Linked DNA regions of Sus scrofa: region 2 is linked to region 1. The links are chromatin contacts, called in public HiChIP or PLAC-seq maps. All regions are on one chromosome and are shown on one strand. The core of a region is the stretch at or near the end of the contact, and the rest is flanking DNA. Distances in the headings are between cores, read along the strand shown.

Region 1 (6,160 bases), core at 1,247-3,746:
TTTCCCCCTTCCCAGTTCTGAGAAATACCTTTTTGACTTTAGGGTAGGTAAGATTATTTTTTATTTAACAGAGCAGTTAAATAAAATTTTATTTCTAGAGCAGTTTTAGGTTCAGAGCAAAATTGAGCAGAAAGTACAGAGATGCCCCATCTGCCCCATCCCCACATATTCAGCGGCCCCCTCCCCCATTGGTAACACCCCTCTCCCCTAGATGGTATGTTTGCTACAATGAACCTACATCAACATCCCAGCATCCTTCAGGGTCCATAGTTCCCATCAGTTGACTCATGGTGGTGGACATTCTCCAGGCTTGGACAAATGTGTAATGACAGGTATCCACGGTCACAGTATCACAGAGTAGTTTCACTGCCCCAAATACCCTCTGTGCTCTGCCCACTCATCCCTCCCTTCCCCAGCCCCTGGCAAGACAAGGAGTTTTTAAGACATCAAAGTTGTTAACTATGGGGAGCTCCCATCATGGCTCAGTGGAAACGAATCTGACCAGCATCCATGAGGACACAGGTTCGATCCCTGGCCTCGCTCAGATGGGTAAAGGAGCTGGCGTTGCTGTGGCTGTGGTTGTAGGCCGGCAGCTACAGCTCCAATTCAATCCTTAGCCTTGGAACCTCTATGTGCTGTGTGCGCCACCCCCAATTAATTAATTAATTAAAGTTAACTACAAAAGATAAAGACATATTTAACTACCCTAAACTTGAGTATTTATTATCAAAAGTTAGGATAGAAACAGACAGTGAAAATATCTTGGACTGGATCCTGGCCTGGGGGTGAAATAACTGCTCTAAAAAACATTATTGGAACAACTGATGAAATTTTAATGTGGACTGTACTTAAGACATCAGTATTATATCAGCACCAAATTACCTACATTTGAAAATTGTTCTGCAGAAACAGGGATTATCTTTGTTTTCGAAGATGCACCCTGCAACTTACTCTCAAATGGTTCAGCAAAAATAATATATACACATTGGCTCTTACACACAAATACTGCAAATGGTGAATCTGTGTGAAGGGCATACAGGAGTTTACTGTATTAGTCCCTACACCTTTCTACATGTTTGAGGAGGCCAATTATTACCACACAGAATCTCTTATTCTCCAGCATGCATTAGAGGTAGCAATAATTGGGGCCCTGAAGCACTTCTGGAAAGTTCTGCAGGGCATCCTGAGATCTCCGCCACGGTTTGTCTTGAGAATATTTGTTGAGGAGCTCCCACTGTAGCTCAACAGGTTAAGGACCTGACTTAGTGTCCATGAGGATGCAGGTTCAAACCCTGACTTCCTTCGTGGGTTAAGGATCCAGCATTGCTGCAAGCTACCACCTAGGTCACATATGTGGCTCTGGTCTGGTGTTGCTGTGGCTGCGGTGTAGGCCGGGCAGCTGCGGCTCCAATTGGACCCCTAGCCCAGGAACTTCCATATGCCTCCAGTGAGCCCTGAAAAAGAAAAAGAAGAAAAGAATGTGTATGGAAATGCCAAGGCTTCTGTTTCAGGACCATGGAAGAGACCCATGAGAGTGAGGGGTCTGGAAATTCAAATTTCATTAGCTTCATGGTCAGCTTGCCTCTAACAATAAGAAAATACTAGAGACAACACAAACATCCGCAGAAAAAGGGATCAACAACTATACATAAACTACTTCCCAGACACACACTATTACAGCAGTGAAAATAAATGTTCTACTGCTTGCTTACACTTAACAACTTGGATGAATTTAAAAAAACATGTTCCCACAAGGCTACACATTATTTTTATAAACCTCAAAAAGAGAAAAATGAAACAACGTATCTTTTAGGAATGCCTCCAACTACGACAAAACCACCAAAAATGGCAAGGAGACACCAAGGTTAGGATCCTGGTGGTTGAAGGAGTAGCAAGGGGCAGAATCCCGGGGTGCACGTATATTTGCTCACTATGGATATTATGGAGTCGCAGACTTCCCTCCGTTTTACTAGTATCCTTTAGAAGTTATCTATCTGTTCCACATATGCATAAAATATTAGACTCGAAAGTATTGAGGTCATCACGCTCTGCTTCCCTCCTTCCGGTCCCCCCACTTTCCACCATCACTTCCCCACCAGCTCCAGGGAAGTGCGACCCACGGGGCCCCAGCACGTGACTGTGACTTTCTCCTCCCGTCCGGGTGGGGTGTGGTGGGGATACACAGGGTATCTATCTCACGGGCACATTAAACCCGCTCGGTTCATTCCTCAGTTATTAGCCGTCTAAAAGCGGAACAGGTCTCCGAGCCCAAGGGGCCTCGCCCTCTCCGCCCTCACTCCCACTTAACCGCCCCTCCAACGGTGCCGGCCACCCCACTCCCGCGACTTCCCGGGGCGCCCCGCCTCGGGTCCTCCCGCCCCGCCCCGCCCCGCCCCGCCCATCCGATTACGTAAATTCTTCCAAGAGAATCCCCGCTTTTGCCCCTGGGCTTGGAGCCCGTGGGCTCCAGCCAAGCTCTGGCATTTATCGCCCCCAAGCAGGGGGCCAAGAAGGGGGCGTGGCAAACGCTCCCTTCCGCCCGCCCAGCCGAGCCCCGCCTCCCGCAGTGGCCCCGCCTCCTGCGCGCATCGGCACCTCCCAAAACCAGGAGAAGTGGATTCTGCGCTCCGCACTGCTCCCCCGGCCGCAGGGCGGGCGTGCGGCCCAGGATCATCAGCCGGAAGCCCGGTCCAGCGCCTCAAGGGTGGGCCGGCCCCGAGCGGGAGAGGACGTGGCCGCAGTCTGCGTGAGTGAGCATGCCCCCGTCCCGCGGCTCAGGCCTGCCTCGCGTCCTGCTCCTCTCGAGCGGGACCCGGGCGCCTGGCGTTGGCGGCGGGACAGGCCCTGCGCTGTCCCCTCCCCCTTGCCTCCCTCTCCCCTCCGCCGCCTCCCGCCCGGCGCACCCTGCCGGTCTCCAGGCAGCGCCGTGACGTCACGCGCATCTGCGTGCAGTGCCGCGGTGGGGGGGGGCGACGTCGGGGGGAGGGGGGCTGTGTTGGGGGGAGGGGTGGGGGCGACGCCCGTGGGGGAGGGGATAGGACGGGGCGTTGCGGGAACTGGAGCGAGCGGTGGCCGTCTAGCCCGTGCGGGTTCGGTTCGGTTTCACCGTGAAGCCCTGCGTTCCCGGCTCTTCCTGCTCGCGTGCGGCTGCCCCTCCCCCACGCCCTTGACCATTTCTGAGCCTTAAGGTTGTAACTCTCCACTGTCACGTACATTTTTGTTGGAATCTTTCCGGAAAAATGGAATCTGGCAATGTATCCCAAGGAAATATTGGGAGAAAAGTGTTTATTAGCATATTTGGCAGTCCCCAAATTAGCTTCAAAGCCTGTTTCCCAATCGAGGTCATTTTGCAAAAACTTGTTTTTGCTGTAAATGAGAAGAGCCTTGGTTGGGAGCTGGTACCGGTGCCTGGTTCTGCCTCCAAGAGGCTGTGAGCTCCAAGTCACTTAGCTTCTGGGGGCTCAGCCCGTGATGAAACAAGATAAAACATGCGTGTGCGTGTGTGGGGTGACGCTACGCTATGGCACAGGCGCTCAGGGCTGAGCTTGGCACCTCTGTCCACTGTCCAGGTGTTACTTACTGTGGCTGCTGGTAAAGACTCCCCTTGTGCAATAGCCCTCTTTGTGTTTCCATTTTTGACAGTGTAATGGAAGAGTTTACTCCAGAATATCTCTGATGGCTGGTATTTCAGAGCGCAAGTCAGTCAATGAGCAGAGGTCAATGGTGGGAAGCTGTGTGCATGGAGGACGGGACAGGACTGTTTTCACAGGAAATGGGCAGGGGTGGTGGGGAGGGGACTTGGTCTAAGCGCTGCCTTCTCTGTCCCCTGGAGGCAAAGCCCAGGGACAAGGCTGACTCCACAGTAACCTCAGGGTACTTCATACATGTACTTTATATGTGACTTTCTTGACGGTAAAATCAATCTCACTATATAATCTCCTATACAGAATATTGAAGGATGTTTGTTCCAAGATCCCTGAAAATCAAGCGGAACGCTAGTGATGATGGTAGAAGTTGTGTGGCCAAGAAAATCAAGCCAGAAGGTGAAAATCCTGGGCTGGACGCTGGCGGGTTTGGTCCAGCTGTCACCTCAGACCCCAGAGAACCAGCAGCGCATCCGCATCCAGCCGGCCCGGTGGCTGAGGGGGTTCTGGCTGGACCCGAGCAGGAGGCACAGGACAATCTCCCGGAGGAACCCGTGAAGTCCTTTTCCAAAACCCAGCGCTGGGCAGAGCCCGGGGAGCCAGTGTGCGTGGTGTGCGGGCGGTTTGGAGAATACATCTGTGATGAGACGGATGAAGATGTGTGTAGCCTGGAGTGTAAAGCAAAACACCTTCTGCAGGTTAGGGCAGCCGAGGAGCAGAGAGAGCCACCCCAGGAAGGGAGTTCTGAGCCGGGGGCTCCATGCCCTGCTTCCTACGTCTACACCGAGCACGCCTTCATCTCGAACCTCCGGGAGGACCAGATTGAAAACCTTAGAGGGCAGCTGGGAATCGTGGTGGAAGGGCGAGGTGTCCCCAGGCCCATCATTGACTTTGGGCATTGCGGCTTCCCTGAGACCTTAAACTTCAACTTGAAGACCGCAGGCTACGAAGTTCCCACGCCCATCCAGATGCAGATGATCCCCGTGGGGCTTCTGGGCAGGGACCTCCTGGCCAGCGCTGACACCGGCTCAGGAAAGACGGCCGCCTTCCTGCTTCCCGTTATCACGCGAGCTCTGGTTCAGGTACGAGAGAGCTCACCAGTGTTATTCTCAGAAACAAGCGAGGTGTTTACCAAGTGTCCCCCTCGACTGTGTTACAATTGCAAACTGAAGCTAAATACTTAGGCCCGTGATCACTGGTGCTCCTGGTGATTTTGCTTCTAGACAGTAGTTTGTATGAAAAAACACAATTTTAGGGAATTTTTCTTTTGCTACCTTGAACCAACCTCTTCATCGAAGGCCTAAAAGATTCCTTTCTTACAAGGAGTTTTCACTTTAACAAATGTTCTATCCAAGGGCTAGGCTTTTGGCTTTGGGCAGAAATATCCTGCTGACCAGACGAGCTGTCATTTTTTGTGTCAACCTAGCTGCCTTCAGTTTTGTGTTTTGAAAAATCCGACACCAAAGTCAGAACACTATCGTAGAGTTTCAAAACGCATGGGTAATTGGGATCCATCTTAAAATGGTTCTCCCTTGCCTTACTGATTGGTTTACAGTGCATAAGGCAGTCCCACATATAATTAATTTAACAGACATTTTGAGTAATTACTTGCTAAGTACTGGTGAGTTTGTGGGGTATGAAAATGAAGAGAAGGGAAACATGCAAAATACAGGCAAAGGGAGAAGAGAGAAAGGAGGACACTGGGGGAAATGAAAAAGTAGTCAAAGAGGTGAGAAAGGAAGAAAGAAAAGAAAGCACTAGATGTTCAAAATCTCGACGAGGGAGTTAGTTCCTGTCATGGTGCAGCGGAAACAAATCCGACTAGGAACCATGAGGTTGCAGGTTCAATCCCTGGCCTCGCTCAGTGGGTCAAGGATCCGGTGTTGCCGTGAGCTGTGGTGCAGGTCGAAGATGTGGCTCAGATCCCCCATTGCTGTGGCTGTGGTGTAGGCCGGCACCTGCAGCTTTGATTCGACCCCTAGCCTGGGAACCTCCATATGCTGCAGGTGCGGCCCTAAAAAAGACCAAAAAAAAAAAAAAAAAAAAAAGAGAGAGAGAGAAAGAGAAAATCTTGATGAAACTCACTGGAAGACCAAAATAGAATATAGGGCAGGAGATGGAATATTTATATAAATAGGCTCTTTGGAGGAAGAAAGAAGTGAATCAATGGAGCACCCAGGGGCAATCGGGGGCAGCCTGCCAGCTTCACCCAGACCTGCAGGGCAGCTGGTGGGTGCCTTCCAGGAGGGCGGCTGGCAATCGCCCAGTCCAGCGATAGGAGCCAAGCTTCAGTTTTGGCCCCTTGGTTAGCACAGACGCTGCTCCCTGGTCCTGACTTTGGTCTTCATTGTATGTCTGTGTTGTACGAGAAATGGATGCCACTCGTGAGGTTTGGGAGGAGAAAGCTGCCGGGAGCTGACGGCCGTGGGCTGATGGGACCACTTGAAAAGGGAACTGCTCCTGGATTCTCTCCGAGGCTTGAGTCCGCAGCAGCAGGAACTGACGGCTGTGTTTCT
Region 2 (6,160 bases), core at 946-3,445, 53 kb before region 1:
TCTGCCCTGGCTAAAAATGCAGCTTTCTGCACCAGGGTGCTCGCTTAAGTGGGGACCCCACTGCCTGCACCATGGAGCTGGGCGAAGCCCAAATGCACCCCATGATGCAAAGCCCCAAGCACGGCGCTGGCCCACAGCACATTCCACTGATAACGCTGCTCTCTTCACGCCTCTTTTTCTCCAAGTGTGTTCAATGCGTGTTCGTCCAGGGTCCAGAGCCCAGTAAGCTTGCCTGGCACGTCCCCACAGAGCTGGCCATGTTCTGCTTAGCACCCTTTGGGAATCTAGGCCAACGCTGTGCCATGTGTACTGTAAGCTTCCTCAGTTTCAGAAAGAAAAATTATTTCTGCGATTCCCTCTGCCCTTCCATTTTGTACACAGAGCTTTTCCACAGAGATCATGTTCCATCTTTTCTACATCCTTACCTAGCTTCCACTGCTCCTCTAAATGGATATTAGCTTTAGCATGATGCTTAAGCTGAGACTAAAATCTATTATTTTCACTGCTGTGATCAGGGGTGCCAGGAAACAAAAACACACACTAACACTTGGTGTGTGCTCCCATGTGTTACTGTGCATATGTATTTCCGAAGAAATCTTTAAAATCTAAATTATTTTAAAATAAATGGTTTGGCTATATTTACTCCTGATGACAGTTTTAAAACCTTGAACATCTTTCTACTTCAATATCACAGCATGAGAATTCAAATAAGACAAAAGCTGCCAAAAACATAAAATCAAGGCAACATGAAGTTTCCCTCAAAACTAATTCAAACAATTTTCTAAACACTGAGATTCATTTGGTGGGTAACTAAACATGCAGTCCTGATAATGTCCTCAGCTGTATATGCTGAAACAGTAAGAACGAATGAAACCATTTACCCACATATTTCTTGGTCCTAAAATTGGACGTCCTCTCCCCACTGCCAAAAACTGTATTTAACATCTGGAGAAAAGTCTGTAAATACTAAATGCCAATAAATATTTTACATATCCAAATGGTATTAAGCAGGGCATAGAAATCTTACAAAATGACTCAAAGTCATCCGATGAAATTACCTTCCGGGAGCATCTCCAAATGAAAAGCTAATTTTCTCCAGCTTCCACAACATGGGCTCCTAAAGCAACAGCTAAGGAATTACAACAGGAGGCCCTTTTCCTGTTATTCTGCAAAGACTGGGTAATGGAGGGAGTGTTTTTTGATGGCTGCTGCACTATACAATTTGTGTCAACAGTATGTGCCCTCAAAAAAACTCTTTCATTAAAAAGAAAAATCCCACAAGAGGGAGTTTTTGTTTCTCTTAATTTATGAAGCCAAAAATGTTTGGAAAAAGGAACATGCCTGATAACACGGAAAGAAAAGAGCAGCCGACAACAGACAGCCCGCAAGCCAAACATTGGTTTTAAATGACCCCTTTAATAGAGCCTGAAAGGGACGAGAGGACACAGGCTTACAGAAAGACAACAAAAATTAATGCTGCCCTTCCACAGAGGCCACCTCACAGTCACGGAGCCTGAATCGCAGCCATGGTTACAAATGTCAAAATCAATGTGGAGCTGGGTGCCATCCACCTTCTTCCAGTAATAACGAAACCAACTCAGATTTCTCGGTGGTGTAATGTTATGACTGGGGGGGAAATGAATGCAGCACAATGGGGAAAAATACCACAAATGAAAACCACCCGATGTAAAAACATGGCAAAATCTCGCTCACCGGGAAGAAAAAAACAAACCACCCACTTTTGCTAACCAATAAAAGGAATCCGGCCATATCCCACCTGCCCAAACCGAGGGATCTCGGGTTAAGACCAAACGTGCTTTATTCCCTTCGTTTTTACTCCTTCCAGTGTCCCACTGCGTCCCTGAGCCTGTGCGAGGACACGCGTGGAGGGGACCTGGGGACCGGAGACAAAACCGGGATGCGCGCATCCTGCGGGGGAGGGAGAGGACCACGTACCTGTCCCGAAGGCCTTGGCCACCAGCCAGGCCAAATTGCAGGCGATTTTGGCCCTGGAGAAGTCATAGTGGTCGAAGGGCTTGATGGCCGGAACAATGAACGTCCTCCTCGCGTCCCTGGGGTCTGCAGCATCCCCCATCTTCCACGCGCTTGGGGCACCGGCCCGCCCTTCACATGGTGCGCCGGCCGCGGGGTGGCGGCCGGGGAGGGGCGCGCGGCCGGCCGCGGGCGGGGTCGGGGTCCGGATCCAGGCCGCTTGGCCCGGAAGGTGGCGGCGCCGCGTCCCGGCCGCCCCGCGAGCCTCCCGCGAGCGCGCGTGCCAGCGGCGCCTCCCCTTTGTCTCCGCGCGGCGGGCCCGGCGCGGCGGGGGCGTCCTCAGCGGTCACGTCGCGGGGGCCGTCCCGCCATCGCGCCGCCTCCCGCCGCCCCCGCTCCCGGCCCTGCCCTCGGGGGAGCCCGCCGGCCCGAGCGCGGCCTTGGGGCTCAATGGGGCCGCGACCCGGGACTCGGGGCGCCCCCACCCCGCGCAGCCGGAGCCGCCGCGGGGCGCGGGGCCGCGGACAGCCTCAGTCCCTGAGGCGCGGGCGCCGGCGGCCGCACCTCCTCGCGCGGACTCCCCGCCGCGCCGCCGCCCCGCGGACGCCGTCAGCCCGGTGCTCGGGCCCGCCCGGCCAGCCCTGCTGGGTGCTCCCCCTGCGGCAGCCCGCGCGGTCGCCGCCTCAGCCGCCGCCGCTGCGGTTTTCCGGCTGCGGCACTGGAAGGAGCCGGGCGCGGGTCTGCGCATGCGCTGTCTCTCGGCCCGGCCCGCCCGCCGCCCGGCCGGTCCGGCCCGCCCGTGGAGCATGCGCAGTGGTCGCGGCTGCGCTCCTTGTCCACCCGAGTGCACATCCTGGCCGGCCTGGGCGTGCGGCGGCTGCTGACCCGGCTGGAAGAGGCGGGGAGCAAGTGGCGGGGGGGGGGGGGGGGCGGTCCGGCTTCGCTGTAGCGCTCGTGGTTTAGCGACACAATGCTTAGGCACGGAGAACTGACGTTTATCAAGGTGCCGGTTAGATGACACGCACTTTGCTGCCAACCTGGCGTGCCTAAGGAATTCCATGCAGTCCTGGATGTCACCCCAGGATGGGTGCGATTGCTGGCTGACCACACGGTTGTAGAGGCAAGTCACACGTGGGGCTTGACCAGGATTGAGGATCTGGGAAGCTCCACACCTGAATTAGTTTCCTGACTTTGAGATAGTTTTCTCAACTCCATGCTCCTCACGTAAATGTCCTCCCTAGGGAGGGGGCACAGCCATCGTGCCCCCCCAACAGAGCCTAAGTCCCTTCACAAAGCAAACCGCAAGATCCGGCATCTACAAACCCTTATGGCTCCATTTTGTCTGAGCTGCTCCGTTTTCCCACTGGGGCATTTTCTCAGATTATTTATGCGTCCTGGCCCACTGGGCTCCTTCTGTCCCTTTGGATTGCAAGCCTCTCCCGGGAATCGCCTCCTGCCTTCAGTGACATCTCTGGATACCGTGCCCAGCAGGCTCTTACGGAGGTGCTCCCCTGGTGCCCCCAGAGCACCTAGTTGTTCTGACCCAGCCCTTGCGCCTTTATACCATCATCAATGACTTTGTCATTCCCAGGATGACAGTGTCTCTCTAGCACCTGAATAGCACCCAACTCATAGTAGTTGCTCAATGAATGTACAGGAACAAAGGGTGGATATTAGTGCAGCTCTCCTTTGTTGAGCTTATTTAACTCACTAACTCCTTGCACAATCTCCTTTCAGTACTTTATCTAAATTTTTTTTTTCCCTGCAACCATGGCATTGTGGAAATTCCAGGGCCAGGGATCAAACCCTCACCACAGCAGCAACCCAAGTCATGCAGTGACAACACCAGATCCTTAACAACTGCACCACAAGATAGCTCCAAAATTATCTAGTTTTAATCATTATCCAATCCTGTGCTATCTTCATTTCACAGATGAAAAAAAAAAAAAAAAGAATAATAAAGTTGGGAACAATTTGAAAATTTGCCCATATCACACAACTAGCAAGCAGGGCGACCCAAGATTTGAACCCAGAACTCCAAGTCTATGTTTTAACTACTAGGGCTTATCTGGGACTATATACAATTAAGATAGGAGCAGGACTTATAAAGTATGATGGTGGGTGGGAAGGTGTTTGGACCCTACTATCCAAAAAGGCAGTCTCACTGGCAAGCAAGCCCCTTTGATCCCTACAAATACTCCCCCATGAACCTAGTAGGGCATTTCAGAAAAGCCTATTAACAGTGTGGGCCAGGAAAAGAATACGAGTGAGAAGAATAATATACCACATTTTTCAATAACTGAATGGATATTAATAAAATGTCTTTGAATCCAACTAGGAACCATAAGGTTGCAAGTTTGATCCCTGGCCTCGCTCAGTGGGTTAACAGTCCGGCATTGCCATGAGCTGTGGTGTAGGTCACAGGTGCAGCTCCGATCTGGCATTGCTGTGGCTGTGGCGTAGGCTGGCAGCTGTAGCTCCAATTAGACCCCTAGCATGGGACCTTCCATATGTGGCAGATGCAGTCCTAAAAAGCAAAATGAAATAAAATGAAATAAAATAAAATGTTTTTTATGGGCAAGGCCTTTTGCTAGATCCTTTAGGGGATAATAAAATTAGCCTGTGGATAATAGTTTACAAAGCACATTCATATGATAACTACCTTAATTCTCACATCCATTCTGTGAAATAGGCATTATTATAATCTTCTGATTCTAGGTACAGGACCAAGGGTTCTAGAGATTAAGCTGCATGGCCAAGATTTCATGGTGAATTCATGTCTGAGTCTGGCTTCAGAAACAAGCACAAGTCTTCTGGCTCCTGGGGTACCTTCCCTGCACCTGCTGCCTCCTCAGATTATGGAGGCTGACATATACATAAATAAACAGAATACATTGTAAAAGAGGTAAGTGCTTGAGTTCCCATCATGCCTCAGCTGTTAACCAACCCAACTAGCACCCATGAGGACGTGAGTTTGATCCCTGGCCTTGCTCAGTGGGTTAAGGATCCAACGTTGCTGTGAGCTGTGGTATAGTCCCGTGGCTACAGCTCTAATTCGACCCCTAGCCTGGGAACCTACATATGCAGCAGGCGTGGCCCTAAAAAGACAAAAAAAAAAAAAAAAAAAAAGAGGTAAGTGAGATCAAGAATGTAAAGTTCAGAGGGGACATCCAAGTAAAGGGACCAGGTAGGTTTCTTAGAGACCAAGGTACTCAAGTTCATCTTCAAGCTCAAGTTCAACTTCAAGTCTAAAGTGACAGGTCAACCTAAGAGAAACCTATAGCCTGGAAAGGTTGAAAAGAGATGCTGAAACATTTCACAGTCACTGTGACCACCTGTGAGTCAGTGCAAGATTCGCCAGGTGGGAAACCACACCTAACCAACTCCGTGTGGCCTTGTGACCTAGCACAGTGCTTTGGCCACAATGGGTGCTGAGTAAATGCCTGTTGAATTTTCTTGAAAACTATGTCAACCTAAACACGGAGTTCCCATCGTGGCTCAGCGGAAACGAATCCGACTGGGAACCATGAGGTTGTGGGTTCGATCCCTGGCCTCGCTCAGTGGGTTAAGGATCCGGCATTGCTGTGAGCTTCAGTGTAGGTTGCGAAGCGGCTCAGATCTGGCATTGCTGTGGCTGTGGTGTAGGCTGGCAGCTGTAGCTGACATTAGACCCCTAGCCTGGAAACCTCCACATGCAGCAGGTATGGCCCTAAAAAAGGAAAAAAAAAAAAAAAAGGAAAAGAAAACTATGTCAACCTAAACAAACATGATGAGGAAGAGACGAAAGCAGAGACAGTTGTTCTGACCTGTCCTTTGACTCAACGGTGATGCATTTAGTAGGAAGGGCATAACTGGGAGCCAAGCGGAGGCGTGTGTGTAGGAAAGGAGGCGGGAAATGCCTCCACAAAGGGCAGCTTTTACTTTCAGGGAGGCTGTGAAACTTGGGGTCACTGTGGGAGGCTATTATGGACAGAGAAACACCCCAAGAACAAAGAAGAAGGATTTGCTTTCAGGGCCACAGACACTCGAAGAGGGTGTCTTTGTGGTACCTTCAGAATGATCCCTTTTAACACCTGGAAATCTCTGCAGAGGACCGCTGTCCAAAAGAAATGCCCTCTGCTGCCTTCCTAAGATACCCGACTTGGTTAAAAACAGAAACAAAAGCCAA

Evidence for each region. HiChIP or PLAC-seq counts read pairs in DNA pulled down with a chosen protein or histone mark.
Region 2: a contact with region 1 is called in an H3K27ac HiChIP or PLAC-seq map of alveolar macrophages. The contact joins the promoter of CAMSAP2 here to the promoter of DDX59 in region 1. A contact is called at or near these places in 1 of 5 promoter capture datasets (liver), 9 of 47 Hi-C or Micro-C datasets (brain, embryonic fibroblasts, epiblast stem cells and 4 more) and 2 of 2 datasets of contacts at active chromatin or transcription factors (alveolar macrophages and skeletal muscle).

The regions. Positions count from the first base shown.
Region 1 is chr10:23,218,866-23,225,025 of Sscrofa11.1, reverse strand. DDX59 (probable ATP-dependent RNA helicase DDX59) reads left to right here and starts at 2,496. Exons shown (of 7, transcript XM_005653799.3): 1 at 2,496-2,746; 2 at 3,948-4,726. The coding sequence starts at 3,959.
Region 2 is chr10:23,271,337-23,277,496 of Sscrofa11.1, reverse strand. CAMSAP2 (calmodulin-regulated spectrin-associated protein 2) reads right to left here and starts at 2,195. Exons shown (of 19, transcript XM_021064501.1): 1 at 1,957-2,195. The coding sequence starts at 2,095.